Regions from separate parts of the Mus musculus genome. Here region 1 is linked to region 2. Evidence: chromatin contacts called from public HiChIP or PLAC-seq data. All regions are on one chromosome and are shown on one strand. The core of a region is the stretch at or near the end of the contact, and the rest is flanking DNA. Distances in the headings are between cores, read along the strand shown.

Evidence for each region. HiChIP or PLAC-seq counts read pairs in DNA pulled down with a chosen protein or histone mark.
Region 1: a contact with region 2 is called in an H3K4me3 HiChIP or PLAC-seq map of embryonic forebrain, with 4 times the contacts expected there. The contact joins the enhancer-like site here to the promoter of Npas3 in region 2. A contact is called at or near these places in 2 of 39 promoter capture datasets (embryonic stem cells and hippocampal neurons) and 3 of 115 datasets of contacts at active chromatin or transcription factors (astrocytes, embryonic forebrain and embryonic stem cells).

The regions. Positions count from the first base shown.
Region 1 is chr12:54,408,713-54,413,451 of GRCm38.p6, reverse strand. No RefSeq gene overlaps it. Among named protein-coding and RNA genes, the nearest start is that of Gm46328, 11 kb to the right of the region's middle. Within about 2 kb of position 3,136, at least 9 of the 459 cell types and tissues checked have an H3K27ac peak or open chromatin away from gene starts, as enhancers often do. A contact at or near this core is called in embryonic forebrain, where this site is marked.
Region 2 is chr12:53,245,029-53,250,058 of GRCm38.p6, reverse strand. Npas3 (neuronal PAS domain protein 3) reads right to left here and starts at 1,627. Exons shown (of 12, transcript NM_001370962.1): 1 at 1,312-1,627. The coding sequence starts at 1,469.

The sequences.
Region 1 (4,739 bases), core at 1,887-4,386, 1.2 Mb before region 2:
TTTGTTCCACTTGCCTTATGCAGCAATGGTAGGAGAAGATGAGGGGATATGGAATGCATCTAAGTCATCCTTTAATATCATTTAGCTCCAGAATGCCCATTTTATATTTCTAGCTAAGTCCCTACGCTCATGTCCCAATATGGCTTCTCACACATCAATCTTGACTCAGTTTCTCTATAAGTCATAGCAAACTTAATTCCCATCTGAACTGGGAAGGAGTAAAAGATGGATGCAGACTATCAAGGAACTGGCCAGGCTGACTACTTACTTTAGTCATCATCATTTTTGTGAGGAATATGATGGGCAGATACTACAGCGAGTAGGGAAATTTAGTTTCTAATATCTGCTTTCCAGAACTTACAATCTAAATGGGGAGATACAAGTCCTTGTGTGAAGATATGAAAAAAGGGAGAGTTAATACCAATATCAGGTGACACTGGTAGGCGTGGTAAAACGTGTACTGAGTGGTGTAGAGGTAGCATATTAAACAACTAAGGGGAAGAAGGGCATCCTGACAGGGATGGAATTCAGTTAAATCCTGGTGGCCAGAAAAAATACTACCTTCCATGTGCCATATAAGTTCTCCAAAATATCTTGTAGGTCGTATTGAAAGGCTGAGTCTTCCAATAGAAGCTGAGGATCTGGTCTCCTGACCACAGGACTAGGGCGTTTCCAATCTCGCTGCCTCATCCTGGAAGAAGGCAGTAGGAGCTAGACACACAAATGTGGACCTGACTCTATAGCAATGGTTTTCAGCCTGTGTGTTTCGACCCCTTTGAGGGTGGAACAACCCTTTCACAGGAGTCGCATGTCAGATATTTACATTACAATTTATAACAGTAGCAAAATTACAGTCATGAAGTAGCAATGAAATAATTTTATGTTTGGAAGTATATAAAAGGGTTGCAGCATTAAGAAGGTTGTGAACAATTGCTCTGTAGACTCTTCAGAGTGGAGATCAACGCCACTGTTAGGGTAGTAACTAGCCCAAGCCAGGGAGAGGTGTTTACCTGCATTATACCTACTGCCCTCTCAGATGGGTAACCCATGGCCAGACTGATGCTGAAAAGCTACTTGGTCCACAGAGAGTTTAAAACGAGTTTCTAACTCACTTTAAAAAATGTGTTGGGTTTGCTCTTACAGCACAGCCCCTCATCCAGATTGCTGATTGACTGAAAATTGAAACCCCTATTCTTCCAGATTGGGGGGCAGGATCTCCTGCAGATGGGACTTCATGGGACTCAGCTCCCAGAGACTTTGTGATTTTTATCTTGTGATTCGGGGATTGGGGTACTTGGACTCTTCTGTGGTACCTCTAAGGTAGTTGAGATGGGAGGAAGGGGCTGAAGGCTTGGATTCGGGCTCCCGCTCAGCTTGACCTTATTTGTGTGGCCATAACTAAAGCAGAAAGCATCTCCCAGCTTGAGTTTCGAGTTTCACAACCTTTTGCTTGAGCAACCTTCTAGAGAGGTTGTAGGGATTGAGGGAATTAGTAAAAGTGTAAGGGCCACCTATATTGTTTTAGTACTTATGTTTGGAAGTGGTCAAGTGAAGACTCGGAGATGCAGAGCTCTGGTCCTGTGGCATACGTTCCTCAGAATGACTTTGGAATAGGAGTTAGCTTCCATATCCCCGTTTGGTGGGAAAGCTCCAAGGAGTCTTGGGTAACCTTGAGGATTCCTGTGAACATGAGGCAATGAGGTGAATGGAGGCCCTGGAGGAGAGACTGCCTCCTCCTTCCTCTACAATCTCAGCTTCTTGAACCTACAGCTGAACAAGGTGGACATACGCATGTTTATACATCAGAGAAGAATGAGAATTGTAAAGACCCTTTATGGTGGGACACTGTTTTAGAAAGATCAAATGCTGGTCAGCCGGGATTTGGTCAAGCGGACCATGCACATTTTCCTCCTGGAAGAGTTTCATGTGTCTGTTGCTAATTGATGTTGGAACTATGACAGTGTGTTTTGTTTTGTTTTGTTTTGTTTTGTTTTGTTCTGTTCTGTTTTGTTTTGTTTTGTTTTGTTTTGTTTTGTTCTGTTTTGTTTCTTTAAAGATGGCAGTAGCCTGGTTAAGTTCTTTAAAAAGGACACACCTGGGCTGGAGAGATGGCTCAGCCGTTAAGAGCACTGACTGCTCTTCCAGAGGTCCTGAGTTCAATCCCCAGCAACCACATGGTGGCTCACAACCATCTGTAATGGGATCCGATGCACTTTTCTAGTGTGTGTCTGAAGACAGCTGCAGTGTACTCATATATATAAATAAATCTTTTTTTTAAAGGACAAACATGTGGGAAGTATTGCTGGTCAAAAATCTCTTTAGACAACGTTTATTGATTTGTCTTTTGTCCCAGCCCGGTGAGTGGTTATTACAGTGCCGCTCCTAGAAAGTGTCTGCTTGGACAAGTGCTTCCTGCCTGTGTTCAGGGCTAGGATTCTGATTCTCCTTCCCACTCTCCACTCCCGCTCTCCCCCCACCCCAACCTCTCAAACCCTGTCAAACACTGCACTTAAAATGCCATTTTGCCTTTTCATTGTGATTCTTTTACAAGAAGAAATGGCAAAAGCCATATACATGCTGTTCCTAGATGTCAGTCATTTTCTGGGTCGAACTGAAGAGCGACATGATGGCTGAGCCCGGTACATATTTATCCAGCTTCCCAGGCACCGATTCACAATTACACATGCTATGTGCTCAATTAGGTGTTCCTGCTCCATTATTATTATTATTTTTTTAAGTTTTACTTTCTAGAAAAGACCACAAAGAGGGATGCCTGGAAGTGGTAAATCAGTGGCTGTGGGAGGCCAAATAGACTACCTTGCATCCTTAGGAAACGAAAGATGCTGAGAGAAACATATCTCTAGTTTTCACCGGCACAAGCCTTCAGTCATCACTGGGCTCCGTCTCTTTCACAGAGTGATGAAGTCAAACACAGATGGTTCAGTGTGTGAGTCCTGAGGCCCCTCGGAGGCTGCTGGCAGCCTCTTGCTCTAGCTTGTGGTCCCCTTCCTTGTCTTCTCTGCTTATTTCCCCCAGAGACTTGCCTTACAATAAGGAGCAAGGCTTTGCAGGGCAAGTCTCTTGCTGTGACAAAGTTGGAAAAGAATCTGCCCAGCCAGCCGTAGAAATGCTAACGAGCTAAGACAAAGGCTTCACTTTGCTGATGCAGAGGGAACATATTTTTACATCTCTCATAAAGGGAGAGAGTGGGGCGCAGTTGGCTTCCGAGCTGCAAGGCTTCCATCCCTTCTCTGGTCACTGCTGGCAATGATGGGGATGCTTTGCATAAAGGGTGGGGAAACATTTTGTCTAGGTTTGCCCAGCCTCAAGACAAGGTAAGACTTGTACTATTCAGAACAAAGTAGGTGCTGTGCTGTGGCTGGTGCAGTTCTGCTGGGACACCAGTGTCATTAAATTGCTCTTCCCTTCAGAGCAGAGCATAGGTCTCTGGTTTGCTGGGGGATCAGGTGAGAGAAGGCAGCAATAGTAATATGTTTTATTCTCACTTTTCATAGTTTAGGTTTTTATTTTTATTTATTTATTTGGTATTTTGAGACAAGGTTTTTCTGTGGAGCCTTGACTGTCCTAGAATTTGCTCTGTAGACCAGGCTGGCCTTGAACTCATAGAGGTCTGCCTGTCTCTGCTTCCCGAGTGCTGGGATTAAAGGCATGAACCACCACTGCCTGACTCACTGTGGGCTTTTCTGATGTCTGAGAAACATATGTCTTACATTGGAGTGTAGTGCTTCTTGGGGACTCTAGGTGATGACTTATCTGGGGCAAATAGAGGTTCCTAGCTTACAGTCATTGTCCCTGGAAAAGTATTCTTGTGGAATATACTAATGGATTATTAGTTTGATTATATCACATCTAAACAGATTAAAAAGAGATGCTTGAAAACAGGGAACTTGGCCATCAATAGAACAATACAGAAAGAGAAAGCTTCCTTAGACACAGAGCTGGAGGAAGGCAGGGAGGGGCTCAGCAGAAAGGTAGGCTGGGCAGCTGCCTCCTGCAGCTGTAGCTGACAGGCCCCACTGAGCAGTGGGTTTCAGACTTCCATGTCTTAGGGCTGGTGGGCCAGGCTAATTGTGTGAGGTTATTTGGTTAGCATTCCAAATCATGTTCATTAAAACAGCCAGAGATTCGGGGGATGATGGCTCCTGGGCTGAGGGAACAGAAGGCCTAGACCTGCTCTGCTGAAACCTGTCCGTTGGCTCCTCTTGCTCTGAGTGTCAGGGTGCCATCAGCGCAGCCATCGACCCAGCCTTCTGCTCACTGGAGTCAATTCCACATTTGGACTTAGTGAGAGGAAGAGACAGAGGCGCCAAGGCTAATTCCCAGGAGGCCATGTCATAGCTGGTGGACAGGAAGAAGAATGTTTTGTGGGCCACTATGTCTCCTGACACCCATTGTGTGGGAGTGGAGGAGGGAAGTTTTGGTGTTGTCGAGAAAGTCCTTTGCCTCTTCTAGACACACTGACAGAAACACTGATTCAGCATGTTAGCTGAGAAAAGTTTCTAGAAAGGGATCTCATTCATTTCTTCTTTCTTTCATTCAGCAAAATTACATTGGATAGTACTAAAGAGAATGGAGTTAGAATTGGGGCCAGAAGATTATGAATAGGTCTTCAATTTGTGCCCTTGGCCAGAAACTGGGAATGTCCTTGGTTTTGTCCTGGCCATAGGCCAGAGATGGAAATAATACTCTATTTTTTGGTGTGACTTTTTATTTTTTAA
Region 2 (5,030 bases), core at 378-2,877:
CAAAGATTTGCCCCTTTAGAGTTATTTCCACGACTTCTTTTTAAAACTTTTGACAATAAGCAGAGCATGTAATGAAGTCTTCTACAGAATATTTGCAATTACATGAACTTGGAAAATACTGTGTTAGGCAAAATCTGGTCACTGGGCCATTGGTTAGAAGGCACAAAACATAGCAATGACAGATTACTGTAACCTTTGCAGTTTAAATACTATTGTTTCAAACCAAAGGCTCTCAAATCAATGAAGTTTCAAAGATGAGGTAAAATGGGAATTTGAATTATGCATTATGTATATTTTAAGTTAAATGCCATTGGCAAATCTCTCAGATGTTTAATCGTGTACAATCTGGGAAACACAAATATTTAATTTCACACTCTCATGTGCTTTTTTTTCTTCCATCTACCATAAAATTGAGCCTCATGAATAGAGAGTTTACCTTTTTGATTATATTGTTAGTTTTTCTCATAGCGATTTTGTGAATCCCATTTTCAATAAAATCTTAGAACATCGAAAGTTATCCTTAAAGGGAAAACTTTAGGGTTAGAAAGCTGTTGATGGTAAATTTCTCTTTATTTCCTTCCTCAATCAAAGGTTGCTCAGTGTTTTAATGACAATTATTTTGAATCTAGAGACTATCTTTAGAAAACTAAAAACAATTTCTATATTAAAACTTCCCTTTCACCACCAAGCCTAACTTTTGTAAAATTTGCTTCCTAACTTGGATCTCGGAATCCCATCCATTTGCATCATAATGCGTTTAAGATAGTTAACAGCGCCTAAGAGATTCGGATTTCACGTTGTATTCCCTGTAGTAACAGGTGACAGGATCTCACACTATTAGGTAGAAACGCAAGTCTATCTCTGCACATGAAAATCGTCTCTGTCCTATTTGGAAACAAATGATCAATCAGCCTCCGATGATCAATTGCTCCCCTGGCTGTCCGTCAGCGCGGATTCGCACCCGCGGAGGCATTGAGAACATTTTGCTGAAAGGGGGCAGGAAGCCCAAACTTTGCAAAAGCATCTCCTGCAGCGTCTCAGACTTGACTGGAACTCTCTGGCTACTCGGGGCTGAGGCTCAACGTTCGGGGCCTGGCAGAGGGCAAAGGATGACTTCACTTCGCCAGTGCACTAGAGTGCTTTTCAATTCGGATTGTGTATCCCCCCCCCCCTCCTTCTATAGCACAGGGGCAGGCAAAGTAAGCCCTGACGAGGTGCATGTGTGTTGTAAGGCACAAAACAAGAGCAAAGTGAGTCCCACCCCAGTACCCGAGACGGGGGCACTATCCCAGCTCGGACGGGACTACTCACCGCTGCTGGTAGGAGGTGATGCCCTGGACGTTCTGCGGGGTGCCGTTGGCCGCGGCGCCGGCCCTCCCCATGCCCGCACCGGCCGGTACCCCAGCGGCTGCCCCGCCGGCCGCCGCGGCCGTCACCTGCACGCTGAAATCCGGAAAGATTCGGATCATCGCCGCGGCTTGGAGCCCCAGGCGCGGCTGCTCTGGGCTCGGGCTGGCGGGGGCTCGGGCTCGGGTTCGGGCGGCGGCGGCAGCAGCGGCGCGAGCGGCGGCAGCAGCGGAGCCAGGCACCAGCCTGCAATCCCATTAGTGAGCCGCGGCCACTGTGCGCGGCGGAGAGGCGCTTTGATGTGCGCGCAGCGGGCTGAGGTGGGGGGGGGTGGCGAGGAGGAGGTGCGGGGGGTGTGCGAGGGACTTGCAAACAGCAAAACGTGTCAGGGTGGGGCCTTTTCTCCCTTTTGGGGGGCACTGTTGCTCCCCCCTCTTTCCAGGATGTTGCTTTCACTGGCTGCTCCAGCAGCGCCGCGCGAGCCCAGCTGAGAGGAGGAGGGGGTGAAGGAGGAAGGATGCACCGGGAGGCTTGGCGAGCGCTTGGCCGGTGCAAGGGAATAACGAGCAGTGGAGGGTGCGTTTTCCCTCCCTCTTCTACACACACACACACACACACACACACACACACACACACACACACCGCGCACTTCCGACCCAAAGTGCAAGATTGTGGTGCGCTCTTTCTCCTCCTTTCTCTGGAGAAATAACCACCATCCGGGCTGGCTTCAGCCTTCCGAGGCTGCCAGAAACCAGGATCCCAGCCCGCGGGTGTAGGAATGGGGCGTCAGAGCCTCCCGTTTCAGCCTGGACCCCTCTTTGACACTATTCTCCACATTAAGCAGAGCGAATGTGACCAAGCGCAAGTTGGGTTCCTGGAGAACTTGATAGTTATCTAGGAGAGGTGGTTTGCAAAGGCGACGGAGTGCGGGGCGGGGGGTTGGCGCTTTTGTACAATGGAGAGTTTGGGTCGCTTAAAAGAAAGGGCTCTTCCCGCTCCTGGTGAGCGGAAGAGTTGGTCTTGGGAAACTTGTGAGGTGGGGTCTCAGCTAGATCTTAGTTTGCGCTATGATCCATCTCTTAACGCCCCCCTTTGACCGAGGAAACGAATAAATTAGTAGCCACAATTGAAAAGAACTCTGCGAATTCCAAACACCAAGGAAACAAAAAGAGAAAACACGTGCATTTATTTCCTCGCGCCTTCCTGTTACTTCACATTGTGACGCCTGCCTTTCATTAGGGGGTGAAGAGAGATCCTTACAGTTTGGATGCGCCTTTTTAGTGAGACTTGCACTGGGTTTCACTGAGCTAGGGTTGGGGGAGTGGGAGTTGATTGTTTCCCTCCATCCCTCCCCAGGACCCGGGTTGCCCACTTTTCCCCCTGTCTTCTGGCTGGTGAGCAGGAGCAGAGATGCGAGAAGCAGGCGGATGCAGCCCTTGAGGGACACAGAGCTCTGCTAATGTCCCACACTCAAAGCCCCTGCCCAGCTTAGCGGCTGCTGCTGCTGCTGCTGCTACTCCTGCAACTGCTGCTGCTACTGCTGCGGCTGGGTGGTGGTGGGGAGTGGTGGTTTCCCATTCTGGTACCCTCTTCCCATCTGGCACTCAGGGCCTGGGCACTGCAGCTGAAGGGCTAGGGCAGTCGCTGTACCCTCCAAACAAGCCCAAGTTAACTGTGACCTCCACGCCGCCGTGACCCAGGGCCAATCGCGCTTCTCCCGGTCAGGCTCCTGCTTAACCCTTTGAGCCTGGGAAACAGTGGGCCACCATGATCCAGTGAGACAGGACCCACTGGCCTGAAGTTGCCGAGGTGTAGAGTGACAGAGGCTCCCAAGCAGGACAACTCCGCACAGGATCTAAGAGCCAGATGCCCGCCCTGCAGCAGCCCCATGCTATCCCTCCCACCCTGATGATTCTGGAAACTAGAGGAGCTGGACAAAGGCGAGTCCTCGCCAGGCCCCATCCCGCTCCTGCCAGGGCAACCTCTGGGCGTCCCCAACCCAAGTGGCTTTCGGGAGGAGCCTCCGAGCCCAGCAGTCACAGGGAGACTGGGAGGGGGGAGCCTTGGCTCTCGCTGGCCGAGCCCACGGCGCAGCTGCGTTTCCATTTTCCTCTCAAAGAAAATGCTTTGGACGGCAGATAATACCAGGAGATATGAAACTGCTTCGTCCCCCACATGTTGCACGTAAAAAGAATCGTAATGAGCATCTGTGGCTTGTGCGAAGGAGCCCACGAGTTAGTTGAAGACCAAAGCAAGGTCCTGACTTCCCGCTTCCGGGTCATTTTCAAGCAGAAGCACTAGACATTCAATGCATCACCTAACTGCTTAGACCCTGGTCGAGCACGCAGTGCGAGGCGGGGCTGGTGGAAACCAGCATCTTAAGGACCCCTACAGGGGGACCTTGGCCCTCACTCAGCCCAAAGTTCTGACCTCCTTGCCTTGTCAACCTTTGGATAAGCTCTGAAAGGATTTCAGATACCAGCCCTTTGCTCTGTGCAGGCTTTCTACTGAGACAGAGACTTCCTACCCATTCTGGAGAGGGCAGGGATGTTTTAGAGCATTTCTACCTGGGTTAAGGCCAGCAATGTTGTAACCAAAGAAAATCCAGCGAAAGACTAAGGAATGAGGTTAAAACTGAATTCCTCAGCAAGCAACGGCTTTCTATATAACAGCATCTGTCTGCGTAGTTGACCCATGGGAGGCACTAGTGCTGACATAGCCACCTGTAGCTAAGCAAACCAGGTTAAGGGAGACTTCCAATGAGTGACTCAGATCTGGGGGGTAGCGGGCACCAGTAGTGCCATGCAATCTTTCTAACTGTACCTGTTTCTAATGTTTCTAACCGAGATGCTGAAGCAGTCTCCATGTACCAAGTAAAACAGGAGAAAAAGAAAAGCCCTCTTTTAAGCAAAGAGAGGAAAGTTTTTCTTTTAATATCTTTCTGCACAATCAACAAGGAGTTATATATTTGTGGACAAACAATACCACCTCTTTGCTTCAGTACCAATTCCATGACTAGGTGAAGCTGGGAGTGTTTTGCTAGCCACTAGTTATTTTGCAGAATAGTTGGCCTGCAAACATGTAAGCTCATTTTCCCTTCCTTTCCTAGAGTTCCCCCCCACCCCCACCTCTGAGAAGCCCAAGGGGCTAAACTATCACAAAAGAACCCATCAGATGTTTAACACTGCATCCTCTGAAAGTCGGTTCAATTGGATGCTACACTGTCAAAGCTGTGAAGTGGGCACATTCAACCTCAGACTACGAAGCTTTCAATTACTCATATTTAGAATTAGTATGACTGCTGCCCTCCAGAAACCGTTTGCTAAAACACAAAGACAAAAAAAAAAATACTCAAAGAAGAAGTGCCACAATAGCTTACCTTGGCGTGCATGTTCTGTTTCAGTATTTTATTCTTACATATAGTATTTCAGAAGGTTGCTTTGCAAATATAGGATCTGCTTATCTTGGTGTTCACTAAGGATGTTAAGCAAGATATAAGTTTATTCTCTCATTAGTGATTTGGAGGCATTACTCTGTCCTGCCTGTTAAAATCCTTACATGCTGGCAGCTGTTTTGAAATATTTTGAAAGTTGTTCTGGCAGCTACCCAAGCAGAAGGACTCCAGTAAACTATATCCTTTCTCATTTCATGCCCCTCCATTCGAATACACATATTAGTGGATG